Regions from separate parts of the Triticum aestivum genome. Here region 2 is linked to region 1. A link is a contact called in public Hi-C data. All regions are on one chromosome and are shown on one strand. Each heading gives the region's core, a stretch centred on a gene start, on an enhancer-like site or on the middle of the called end of the contact. The rest is flanking DNA. Distances are from core to core; before and after follow the strand shown.

Region 1 (5,341 bases), core at 1,242-3,741:
AAAAATGGATTTCTTCAAGTGAAGAATTTGGTGATGAAAATGGTACGGCGTTTGAAAAAATTGATGCGAAGACTTTGAAGCTTGAAGACTTCTATTTTCGTAGTTTCTTTTCTTCTTATTTGAGTCATAGGAAAAACCGTACAGTTAAAGGGGGTCTAGGTGAAACATATTTCACATTTCTAAACTGATGCTCAAACTTATACACACAAAAGCCTCTTCGAGTGAAGCCTTTGGAAATCTCCGGATCAGCTGACGCATTTGCTAGTTATAGTGGCAAAGTTCATCTGGTCGCTGGCGAATTTGGTCAGGCTGAGGAGTTAGGAGTTTGCTAGTGCGATCTGCCTACCGTGAGGAAATTGAGTGCCCCGACGAATTTGAGAGTTCAAATTCCGACTGTTGTTGCGCCGCGGGCCAGTTGTCGAGTGGATCCTTATCCTGACAACGGTCGAATCTGAGAAGGGCATTTATGACAATTCATGTCGGGTTGCCCCTGGCAATAAATAGCCGCCCCCACAACCACTTGTTGGTTGGCTACTCCAAGAGAACCTGACCCTTGTCATTTGAGAGCAACCCATCCTCTGACGACTTTGAGAGAATTCTAGGTGAGGAAAAATCCAGAGCCAAAGTGATTTAGCATCAGTAAAGAGATTGATCTGTGTGATCCGACACCCGTTACCTTTGAAGACTGTCATTCTTCCAGACGGTTAGGCGTCAAGTTCTGAGTACACCAAGAGTCATTGTGGTGTGCCGGTGAACAAGCATGTGAAGGTTTTGAAAGTATACCTTGAAGACTTACCATAAGTGATTGGGCGAGGACTAAGTGACTTTAGCTCAAGAGGAATATGGTGAGGACTGTGTGTCCTCTGAGTTGCGACTCAGCCGCCTCAACTAAACGTACAATTGATACAACAACCGGAACTAGTCTACCAAATTGCATTGTCTTCACCGAGCCAACCTGGTTTCAAATTCCTCACCCCCCTTACATTATTTCGCTGCTGAAGAATTTGTGATATATCCTCTGACGAATTTGAACTGAAGAATTTCATCATGCTATCTTTCATTTCCTTAGTTCATATTCTTCATGCTTGTATGATTGTATGATTGCATGTTCTTCACTATAACATATCCTGACTGCATATACTCTCGATTTTGTGATGACTTAGTTTCCCTTGTATTTCTAGTTCTCCACTCCGATCTTCATCAAATTCTTCAAAGTTTGACGAAGTTCTAAAAGTCTTCCATTTACCCCCCTCTGGGAGATAACATGCGCTTTCAGAGAGCACCTCGTTACATGTACATTTTTTTTGTGAAAATGATCCAGCAGGAAAGTGGGCACGTATATAAAAAGAAGATCTATTATCAAAGTTCAGCGAAAGTACAAAGCATCTCGAACATAATAAAAATTATATTGTGATTTCAAGACCTTCAAACAACCACTAATGCCACCAGAGCGAGCCGCCGACACGCCGCTGTCGCCGACCTCGTCGATGACAGCCAGAAAGTCTTCGTGCACGTGCCCATAAGGACCAGCACCCTAGAGCCGCAGTTGTCGTCGTTGAACCCTTACATAGATCTAAAGTACGTGACACCAAATCTCGCCACAAGACGAGAAACCCTAACCTCACCGTCGCAAAGAGACGATGGGAATCTACGCCGAAACTCCATCGACTATGTCCACATAGACGTTCTCGAGGAGGATCAGGACCCGAAAGACAAACTCGAAGAAGTAGCGCCGCCATTCGCCTGAGCACTGCACCTGCGAGGACTAAAAAACTCTAACCTAAACTACTAAACGGACTGGAGGCACCGGGATTCCCCTCCCGCCACAGTCCGACGGAGCGGCAAGTAGATGGAAGGCGAATCCACGGACTCGACGGTGAAGTTTGGAGAGAAGAGTTTGCCCTAGTTGCCTAGGTTTAGGGAAGCAAAAACAAGAAAAAGTCCGACACTAATATTATCACCCGCACATTTCTCCCGTTGCACATATAGTTGATGATTTAATAAGAAAGAGTCCCCTCCACATATATATGAGTCAATTTACTTTCTGTATCTGTGTGTGATTAATTACAACACCGCTTCCGCTCCGCAACCCTGAACTGAATTCGCCCGCAAAAGTTGCGGAACACATTTATTCCGGCAAAAGAAAAAAAAATAGGCCGACCGGTGAACCGCCGACTGTCCGGCAGCCGGCCAACCGGGACTTGCCGCAACTGCATCACGGGCACTGCAACACGTCGGCACCGCTTCCCCCGCTAGCAAGTCAAAACAGTGGCCCACTCGCAGCGACCGCGGCAGGCAGGTCAGAGAGCGTGCGTGAGCCAGCCGCACCGAGCAACGCATGCGCCGAACGTAAATAAACTGTCAGAAATGCCCCTGCTCCCCCGTCCCCTCCCCTCCTCCTCCACCCAGCAGCGCAAGCCCGCATCCCAATCCCCCCATCCCATCTCCCCCCTCGACCTCGCGCGCCGTCTCTGCCGCGATCCCTCCCCCCTCACTCCGCCCCAAATCGCCGTTTTTTTCCTCCCCCCACCCCCACCACCCCGCCTCGGATCGCGCCCGAACCCCTCGCCCTCCGACCCCACCGCCCAAACCCCCAATTCTCGCGCCGGCCCTGCGCGCAATCGGCCCCGATCCCGGCTCGAATTCGACCGCGCCGAGGCCTGCCGTCTCCGGCGTGCGTCTCCCCTCCACAGGCGCGGGTTCGGCGCGGGCTCGGGCGGGCGGCCCGGACGGAGCCCCCGCGGATCTAGGGTTTCGGAGCCAGCTAGGGTTTACCGCCGGCGGAGTCGATCCGGTGATGGTGCGGCGCGGCGCCGGCGGCCGGCGAGGAGGGGTCGATGCGGGGCCATGCGCGGCGGTGAGCGGCTTCTCGTCCGGCACATGTGGCCGGCAGCTCGCGTAGAGGCAGCAGCTCCAGCACCGGCGCACGGACCTTCTCCTCCTACTCCTCCTTCCGGCTCGTGTGCCCTTCCACCGCCGACAGCCTCCCACCCACCGGTGCCGGCGACTCCCCCAGCCACGCCGCGGAAGCAGCAGCAGCAGCAGCAGGTCGTCCGTTCTCCCCCGCCGGTGTCACCTGACTTCTTCGTAAAGGTGCCTCATCTGATGGGAATACGTTTTGGAATTTGCCAGTATCGTAATTGTTGTTCTGCTTCTGCTTGATTTTTTTCACTCTATATACTGTAACTGGAGATTGCTTTGCTCGTTAAGGAAACCATGTGTTGATAAAACTCGAGTGGTATCTGTTGAATTGGATGCACCTGACAGGTTCACCCAAAAGCTCAAGGCGAAGTCGATCAATATATTTCAACACTCCCTCTCAGATTGTAGGCCATAACTATTTTATCCATAGTGCATCCACGAGACTTCTTGTCTCGGATACTTAGTGAACTGAATTCACCTACCATTTCACCCTAAGGTTCAAGCTGAGGGGGGAGGGTGGTCAATATAATTCAGCAATATCGTATTTGTTGTTCTGCATCTGCTTGAAAATTATCATCTGTATACTGTAACTAGACTGCTTCCTCTTGGACCATAGGGAATTAGAGATAGTGGTCTCCAACATGTAAGGAAATCATGTGCTGTCTAAACTTGAGTTGCATCTATTTGAATGGCATGCACTGAACATTCCAACCCAAAAGTTTGAGCTGAGGGGGAAAGCTGGTCAATATATTTCGACACTCCCATCAGGTCTAGGTTCTTTTATACCTTAACTTGGGACCTATGTGGCCTGCAGGTCTTGATCTTAAGACCTTTTTCTCTCTGATGCTGTATTAAATTGCACGCACTGGCCAGCTCACCCAAAAGCTCAAGCTGATTGGAAAGCTGGTTATTTGAACAGTGTGCTAGCACGAGGTGCTAACATGCTAATAGCTGCCTTGGCGTGCATGTTAAAACTTACTTTGAGCATATAATTTGCTGTTGGTATAGGAAGTGATAAAATGCTGTTTAAGGCATTTTAGAAACATTACGTTGGTTATTGGTGTGGATATACGGGTTTCATGGTAAGCCATGCCTTGCTTATGCTGGATTGCCACAAAGATGTGATTTACCTGCTGTTTGCACATCTTTAATTATTGTTTGTTTTGCTGATGCATTACATACTAGGAAATTCCTAAATAGTTGCTGATTATTGAGCTTATATATATTCTAAAGTAGGAAAAAAAAAGAAAAAAAAGGAGACCAGACCTAAAACGTGGGTATATTGAAATCTCCTTCTGCTGTTTACCCTGGCTGTTGTGCTCCGTGATGCATTATAAGTTTATAATTTTCCTTTTGAGAAGAAAGTTTTTCTAGGTTTGTATATGCTGGTTATTGTTGCAGATCGACAAGTCTGGCAAAAAAGAACTCACTTGCCCAAGCTGTACAGATAGGACATTTTACTTGGTGGCCGTCTTCAAACTGTTTGTTGGGTCCATCACTTAATGTTCATTAGCTTCGTCTGAATTACAATAAATGTTATTACACCTCACTTCTGAGGAAATAATCTAAATCATGGTGTTGCTGTGGTCTATTGTGAAATAACATCCAGAAAATATAACGGAGGTCGTAATGGTGTGATTAGATCTTGAACATGGTCTATGCTTTCTGATCTCGCTAAAGGATATTTTGGCTGTTCTACAGATTTACACCAAGAAGATAACTTGATTAGGTAGAGATTTTGTGGTTTAGCAGCTTGGATATGCCAAATTGCAGTTTTTTTCTGAGATATTCTTATTTGGCCCTTTCCTAAAATGTTCTTCCTGATTTGGCCCAAAAAATCATTTCCTACCTAATGTGACACTAGGTTCTCTATATGACATTTTTGTCCATTTTGCCCACTAGCAGTGTTAAGTGAGTAAGTGAAAAGACATTTTTGCCCCTCATGTAGATAGCTCAAGTAAATGTGCAGTTCTCCGATTATCCTGAACTCATTAGTTATTAGGCAAATAGCGGGCTACCCACTTGCTAGCCCTACACAACGTAGTTTGAACTCCGGTGAACGCGCGGGCACGTTGGCGATGACTTGGGAGCGTGCGGCAGCGGCAACAACAGAGGAGGGGTCGTGCGAGGTCGGGGAGCTTGGCAGCCCGAGAACAAGGTAGTGGCGATAGACGACAGCTGCGATGGGAATCAACTATAGAGGGAGAGGCTAAGCAGTGCAAAAGCAGCCGGCGGAGATGTGTCTTGTAGGGGTGAAGGCTCGAGGATGTGAGGCTTAGAGGGGGCGGCGCCGGCAGCTTCGGAGGAGCACCAGGCAAGGAGATCGTGGTGTGGCGGCGCTCCACCGGAAGCGGAGAAGATGAATGTAGTGATGGCGGTAGAGGGCTTCCCAGGTCTATGCGAAGCTAGATGACAAGGT
Region 2 (5,809 bases), core at 2,892-5,391, 260 kb before region 1:
GCTGAAGTCTTGGGTGTTAACACAGTGCTGAAAGAGGACGAAAAGGAACAGCCTTCTTCCACTTCAGCTGATGTTAACAAGCTAGTTGCATTCCCAGCTGATGTGCCGAATGGGAATAAAGAATCAAAGGATAGTTCCAGTGAATCCAGTAGTCAGGTAAAACCTCAAGCTATCATATCTCAGGATTTTGAGCATGATGCAAGTCAGAGTCCAAAGAAACTGAGCGATGATGTCGGTGCAAAAGAGGATCTTGTCTCATCAGGTGAGGGTTCTTCTATAGCTGCCCAGGCCAAACCAAATGTTACTGGTAAGCTTGATTTTGATTTGAATGAACTTGGGGATGAAGGGAATCACTCTGAGCCAGTTACCTCTCCTGTTATATGTACTTCTGGGATTCATGTACCTGGTCTTTCTCCATTCGTATCACCTGTTTTAAGTGGTTTGCCTGCCCCAATAACAGTAGCAGCTCCAGCTAAAGGACCTTTTGTTCCTCCTGAGAATCTACTAAGAGTGAAGCCTGAGGCTGGGTGGAAAGGCTCAGCAGCTACAAGTGCATTTCGTCCTGCAGAACCACGCAAGGTTGTGGGGGCATCTCTGACTGCACCTGATATTGTAGGAACTGATGCTGCTGGGAAGCGGTCTCGCCCCGCGTTTGACATTGATCTAAATGTAGCAGATGACCAGATTCTTGAGGATGATATCTCTCAGAGTTCTGCTCAGACAGTTGGATCTGAATCTGGCAACAGTAGAAGTCGCGATGGTCCCGTGCGAAGCGCTGGCATTGAACTTGACTTGAATAGGGCTGATGAAGTTGCCGAGAATAACCAGTTTATCTCAAACTCTTCCAACAGAGTTGAAGTCACATTGTTGCCAGCAAGATCTTTGCCAGGAGGTTTACCGAGTACTAGTATGAATGGCTCAAAGAACTTCTTTGATCTCAATAATGGACCAAGCCTTGATGAAGCTAGTACAGAGCCTGCACAAAGGAGTCTATCATCTAAAGGTGCTAGCAGCATACCGTTCCTGCCTCAAGTTGCTGGTCTTCGAATGAACGGCACCGAAATCAATAACATGTCACCATGGTTTGCTTCTGCCAACCCATATGCTCCTGTAGCTATGCAATCGTTTTTGCCTGCTAGAGGAGAACAGCCTTATCCAATTGAAACAGCATCTGGAACCCAGAGGATGATTGCGTCTGCTGCAGACAGCAGCCAATTTGGAAGTGATTCAGGCAGGGCTCCAGTTGTTTCCACACCACCAACCATGGTGTTTCACCCTCCTCCTGCATATCAATATGCAGGATTTCCTTTCACCCCCAGTGTTCACCTTCAGACAGCAGGTTTTCCAATTGGATCGACGTCATATGCCAATTCTGCACCTGCCGGAGTTTCATACTTTCCAACCATTGCCCCGTCACTTGTTGGGTCAACGGGTGCATTACCTCCCCAACATGTGAGGCAATATGCAATAAACCGTCCTGAAGGTAGCAGTAGTGATGGTCTGGACGGTAATTGGAAATGGAAAAGACCAGGAGGGTTTGATCTTAATTCTGGTCCCGCGAGTATAGATTTAGAAGGGAAGGATGAAAGAATACTTTCATCGGTTAGACAAAATTTGATGACGCCACAGCAGGCCTTTGTGGAGGAGCAAACGAGAATGTACCAATTGCCTGGTGTAGGAATAAAGAGGAAGGAACCCGAGGGCAGTTGGGATCCCGACAGATCATCATACAAGCAATTGTCATGGCAGTAAGAACTTTGGCGAGACCTCGCATCGACTTCTTTTGTCTGGTGAGCTTGTTTGTACCTAGAAAATCCAACTTTAAAGACCCTGTTATCTTGTTTGGTTAATTAACCAGTGGGTGTGTGCTTTTATGTTTGCAGAGGCAACTGCATGTGGAAGTGAGGCGTTGTATTGCACCTGCGTGACCCTGCTGCTGCTGGGCTGGGATATACAACTCACACATGGATTCATGTCTGTGACGACATGGGATTGTGGGAGGAATGAAACATGGCTGTAATTGCTGTAAATGTTAACCATATTCATACTTTCCTGGAACCAGTTTTCCTCAGCTTGAGCAGTTGCTTTGCTAGAGTTTTGTATCTGCCAGGCTTGCTTCTGTTTTTGCCAGGAGGGTATGGGTTTGGAGATGGAACGGTAATGCTCCTTGGCATCTTCAAACACCTCAAGCCGCTGTAATTAGCCCCGGTGGTTCTTCTCTTCCTTTTCTTTTTCTAAGTTTCTTATGATAAACAACTGTCTTTGACATTGCTGGGCACATCTGCAGCTTTAACATATGGTTTAGCCGTGACATGTATCCTGCCCTGCGGGGAAGTGTTGCATCAGTAGATCAGGAACTAATAATCTGCTGTGGCTGACCCTGTCATTTCGGTGTATTGGTTTCTTTTCTGTGTGGCGCAAATACTCTATTTTGCCGTGACTTGTTTCTCCATTGCAGGTGGAGGTTGTTGCGCTGTGGCGTTTGCAGATGCACCTTCTTGCTCAGTTTGTTGTAAATTTGGGCAATCTACTTGGTTGGTGTCATCTGTTGCATCAGTAATTTTTGACCTCTGCGTCGGTCGTAGGCATTGCTGATGCTGATGGACGATGGTGACTGTTTTGCTGATGCTGATCTCCATGAGTAAACCGTTTGTATTCTGCTACTACTACTTGTCATACCTCGACATCTCTACAGCCTGACATGACACCCCCAGGAAGAGACCCGGCGATGGAAGCAAGTGAAGATGAGGCAGAACAGGGGGTCTGTCGACGCGTGTGGGTTCACGGGCAGACACCCACGCAAGAGAGGCGTGACGCGACGCGGCTGCACTCCCCCACGGGAGGACAGGACAGGATGCCCCTTTAACCACGGAAACCACTGCCACCACGGCGAGGTGGTGAGGTGGGGGAAAAAGCAGCAGCGGAGGGGGGAAAGGATGGAAGGCGACAGGCACGGGGAGGGAGAGACGGTCGCGGTCAGTGGGGTGGCCCGTGACGCGACGCTGCCCCGTCCCTGTCCGCTGCCTCGCTTTCTTTCCCTTCCCTGCCCTGCCATGCCTTCCTTCCTTACTTGCCCAGCGCGCCTCTCTTTCCGCGTCCGGGCATAGCATTTCCCGTCCCCGTCGCACCACGTAGGCGCGTCCAGTCTCCCGTCGCTTTCCTCAGCTGCCTGTCTTGTTAGACTCGGGCTCCATCCATCCATCCATCCATCCATCGCCCCTTTCACCCCCTCTCCTCGGTCCTTTCCCCAATATTAATACGCGTCCCTCTCGACAGCGGCAGGTGAAAGCTACCCCCAGTTACGAGCAGGGCAGCTCGCAGACGTACGTCGACCCTGTTCCCGTCAACATCATCCGCCCTCCCCATTTTCCCCGTGGGAGCTAATTGGTTCCATGATTTTTCATTTCATGTATCCTTTACATAGAATTGGTCAATCCACGTTCCGCCGGTCACTGTTGCGACTTGCAACCGTCATGTCTGCAGGAGCGAGGCGAGTAAGTACGTAAATGCCTAGGGATTCACGACGTACTTTGCCAATCAAACTCAAACCGGGGCGTTCTCATGAATTTAACAGGGCAGCTGGCCAAGTTGGTTGTTCGGTGGTTCACCAAGTGGTAATAAACCTAGCAAACCTAGTACTCCAGTAGCCACACGCGAGGCATATAAATTATACATGCATGCACGGCCGGAATTATGCTCCGTGCGCGTCGTCTACCTCCCTCGGGCGTAAGCATAAGCACAAAGCCGTGTCTTGTGGCGGAGGGTGGAGCCGGGCCCTCACCTCGCACCTTCGCCCCCAAGTTTAGAAAGTCGGGGTTTGTTTTCCTGGGCAAACGGTTGGTGGGTGGGCGGGTGAGGGAAAATCACAATTGCACCACTTCACCACACCGGTGTGATGCGGACGCCTGCTGACAAATTAAACCGCGAAAGGTGAGCCAGATTATTAGACTAGCGCCCATCAATCACGTCCGCGGCCTGCCGTAAAGAAGTCGTCTCCAACCCACGCAACACGAGAGAGGTTTGCTTGCTAGAAGCCGCAGAAGATCACGCGCGGGGACCACCGGGCGGCACCCACCGGCCGGAGGTGAGGGATGCGAACGCACGCCTGGACGGGGCCACAGCACACAGCGTGCGTACGTGCCTGTGTGTGCCACCATGCAACAGATCGAGCTGCGAGATCTATCTGGTACTGGTACGATGACCCACCACATGGCCAGGCCAGGGCGCAGCGAGATCGGGGATCTATCTATCTTACCCACCCTAGTGCGGGAATAATTATGTTGGTCCTCCATCCGACGGACGCGTAAGTTTCGTAAAGAGGGGAACGGAAAGGAGGGGTGCTGCTGGAGGGAGACACGCTGAAAAGCAGAGGACGCCAACTTGCCACCGTTCCTAGGATCGGGGCCCCCTTGGCCCATGCCCGCCATGACGGCCATCCACCCTGCTTTAGGAACAGTGGTTCCTCAAAAAAAAATGCAAAAGGAACAGTGCTTGCCGCCGCCGGCTTTGCACTGCTGCATTAGGATGAGCTCATCCTCAACTACGGCAGGCACAGGGGCCCTGAAGCATCCGAAGGTTATTGAACCGCGAGACGGCCGAGGTTTCCCTCACGGGCTCACGGCTGATTTCGTCGACGAAGGAGCGTGGATTGGATGGACGTGCATGGTTGGGTCAGAATGACTTGCCTCGTTCGAAATAACATCTGGCGTATAACTGAAAGTCACTTTAGCTACATGCAAGTCACTTGAAAATTAATTTTGGGTCAGTCGATTTTTAGACCGTTGATTTCAGCTTTAAGATTCGCAAGTCTTTTCTTTTTCTGTGTTGGTGTGGATGTTGTTTTGGGCTGTTTTTTGTTTTAACTGACCCCGTTGTTGGGGGAAGAGGGTCTCCAGTTTGAACACGTACGACTCGGGTCTTATAGGATTATTTTCCATTGCCGGGTCAGTCAATTCCTTAACGGCCCCGGAAGCCCGTTTCAGCGCAACATAGCCATCTTCTTTCTCCTTTGTTTTTCCTATTTTTTTTCCTTTTTATGTGTTTTGCATCTGTTTTTTCTTTTGTTTATTAGCTGGTTTTTATTTTCACGAGTATTCTTGGGATGTTGGGTGAGTCTGAATATAATATGTGTCAAAATTTCACTACTATATAATTATTATTGTTCTTTGCATACTATATAAAAGTGTAATTTTGATGCAAAGTTGTGTGCAAGTTTTTTTATTTTTTATTTTAGTGTTCTTTATTCTTAAAGGGAAATACCAACACCACCAATTTATGATTTCTTAGAAAACTTCATTATTTTGACAATGTTTTAGTTTTTATTTAATTTTTATTATGCTAAGGGTAATACCAATGCCACTAATTCATTCCTTCTTAGGTTTTTACTTTTTGCAAAACTTCCACATTTATATGCTTATTCTAGCATATTTTTAAAACCGTAAATTTTTATGTATATTTGGTGCAATTTTTGTCACATTTTCTTTTAGATTTTTCCCATTTTCTTTCATCTTAAATGGTCATATCAATGCCACTAATTCACTCTTTCTTAGAAAAAATAATTATTTTGAGCTTATTTTTTTATTCTTTTCACTTATTTCTTTTTAAAGGGTAATACCAGTGCCACTAATTCATTCCTTCTTAGGAAATGTAAATTTATTTATTTATTTTTGAGTGTGTAAGTACTTACTAGTAGTAAATAATATGTGTGGAAAGTATAGTAGAATGTGAAAAATACACTATTACATGTTTATTCTTTGCATATTTTAGAAACCTTAGTGGAAAGTTGTGTGCAAGTTTTTTTTTCATTTTA

What was found. A called contact is a pair of places that touch in the nucleus more often than the background predicts.
Region 2: a contact with region 1 is called in a Hi-C map of leaf, with 6 times the contacts expected there. The contact joins the enhancer-like site here to the promoter of LOC123128394 in region 1. A contact is called at or near these places in 2 of 5 Hi-C or Micro-C datasets (both in leaf) and 1 of 1 datasets of contacts at active chromatin or transcription factors (leaf).

Annotation. Positions count from the first base shown.
Region 1 is chr6A:546,644,322-546,649,662 of IWGSC CS RefSeq v2.1, reverse strand. It overlaps LOC123128394, which reads left to right and starts at 2,491. Exons shown (of 4, transcript XM_044548380.1): 1 at 2,491-3,093. The coding sequence starts at 2,848.
Region 2 is chr6A:546,902,588-546,908,396 of IWGSC CS RefSeq v2.1, reverse strand. LOC123128395 reads left to right here. Exons shown (of 5, transcript XM_044548381.1): 4 at 1-1,790; 5 at 1,884-2,311. The coding sequence ends at 1,752. Among protein-coding and RNA genes, the nearest start is that of LOC123128395, 7.9 kb to the left of the region's middle. Within about 2 kb of position 4,141, at least 8 of the 8 cell types and tissues checked have an H3K27ac peak or open chromatin away from gene starts, as enhancers often do. A contact at or near this core is called in leaf, where this site is marked.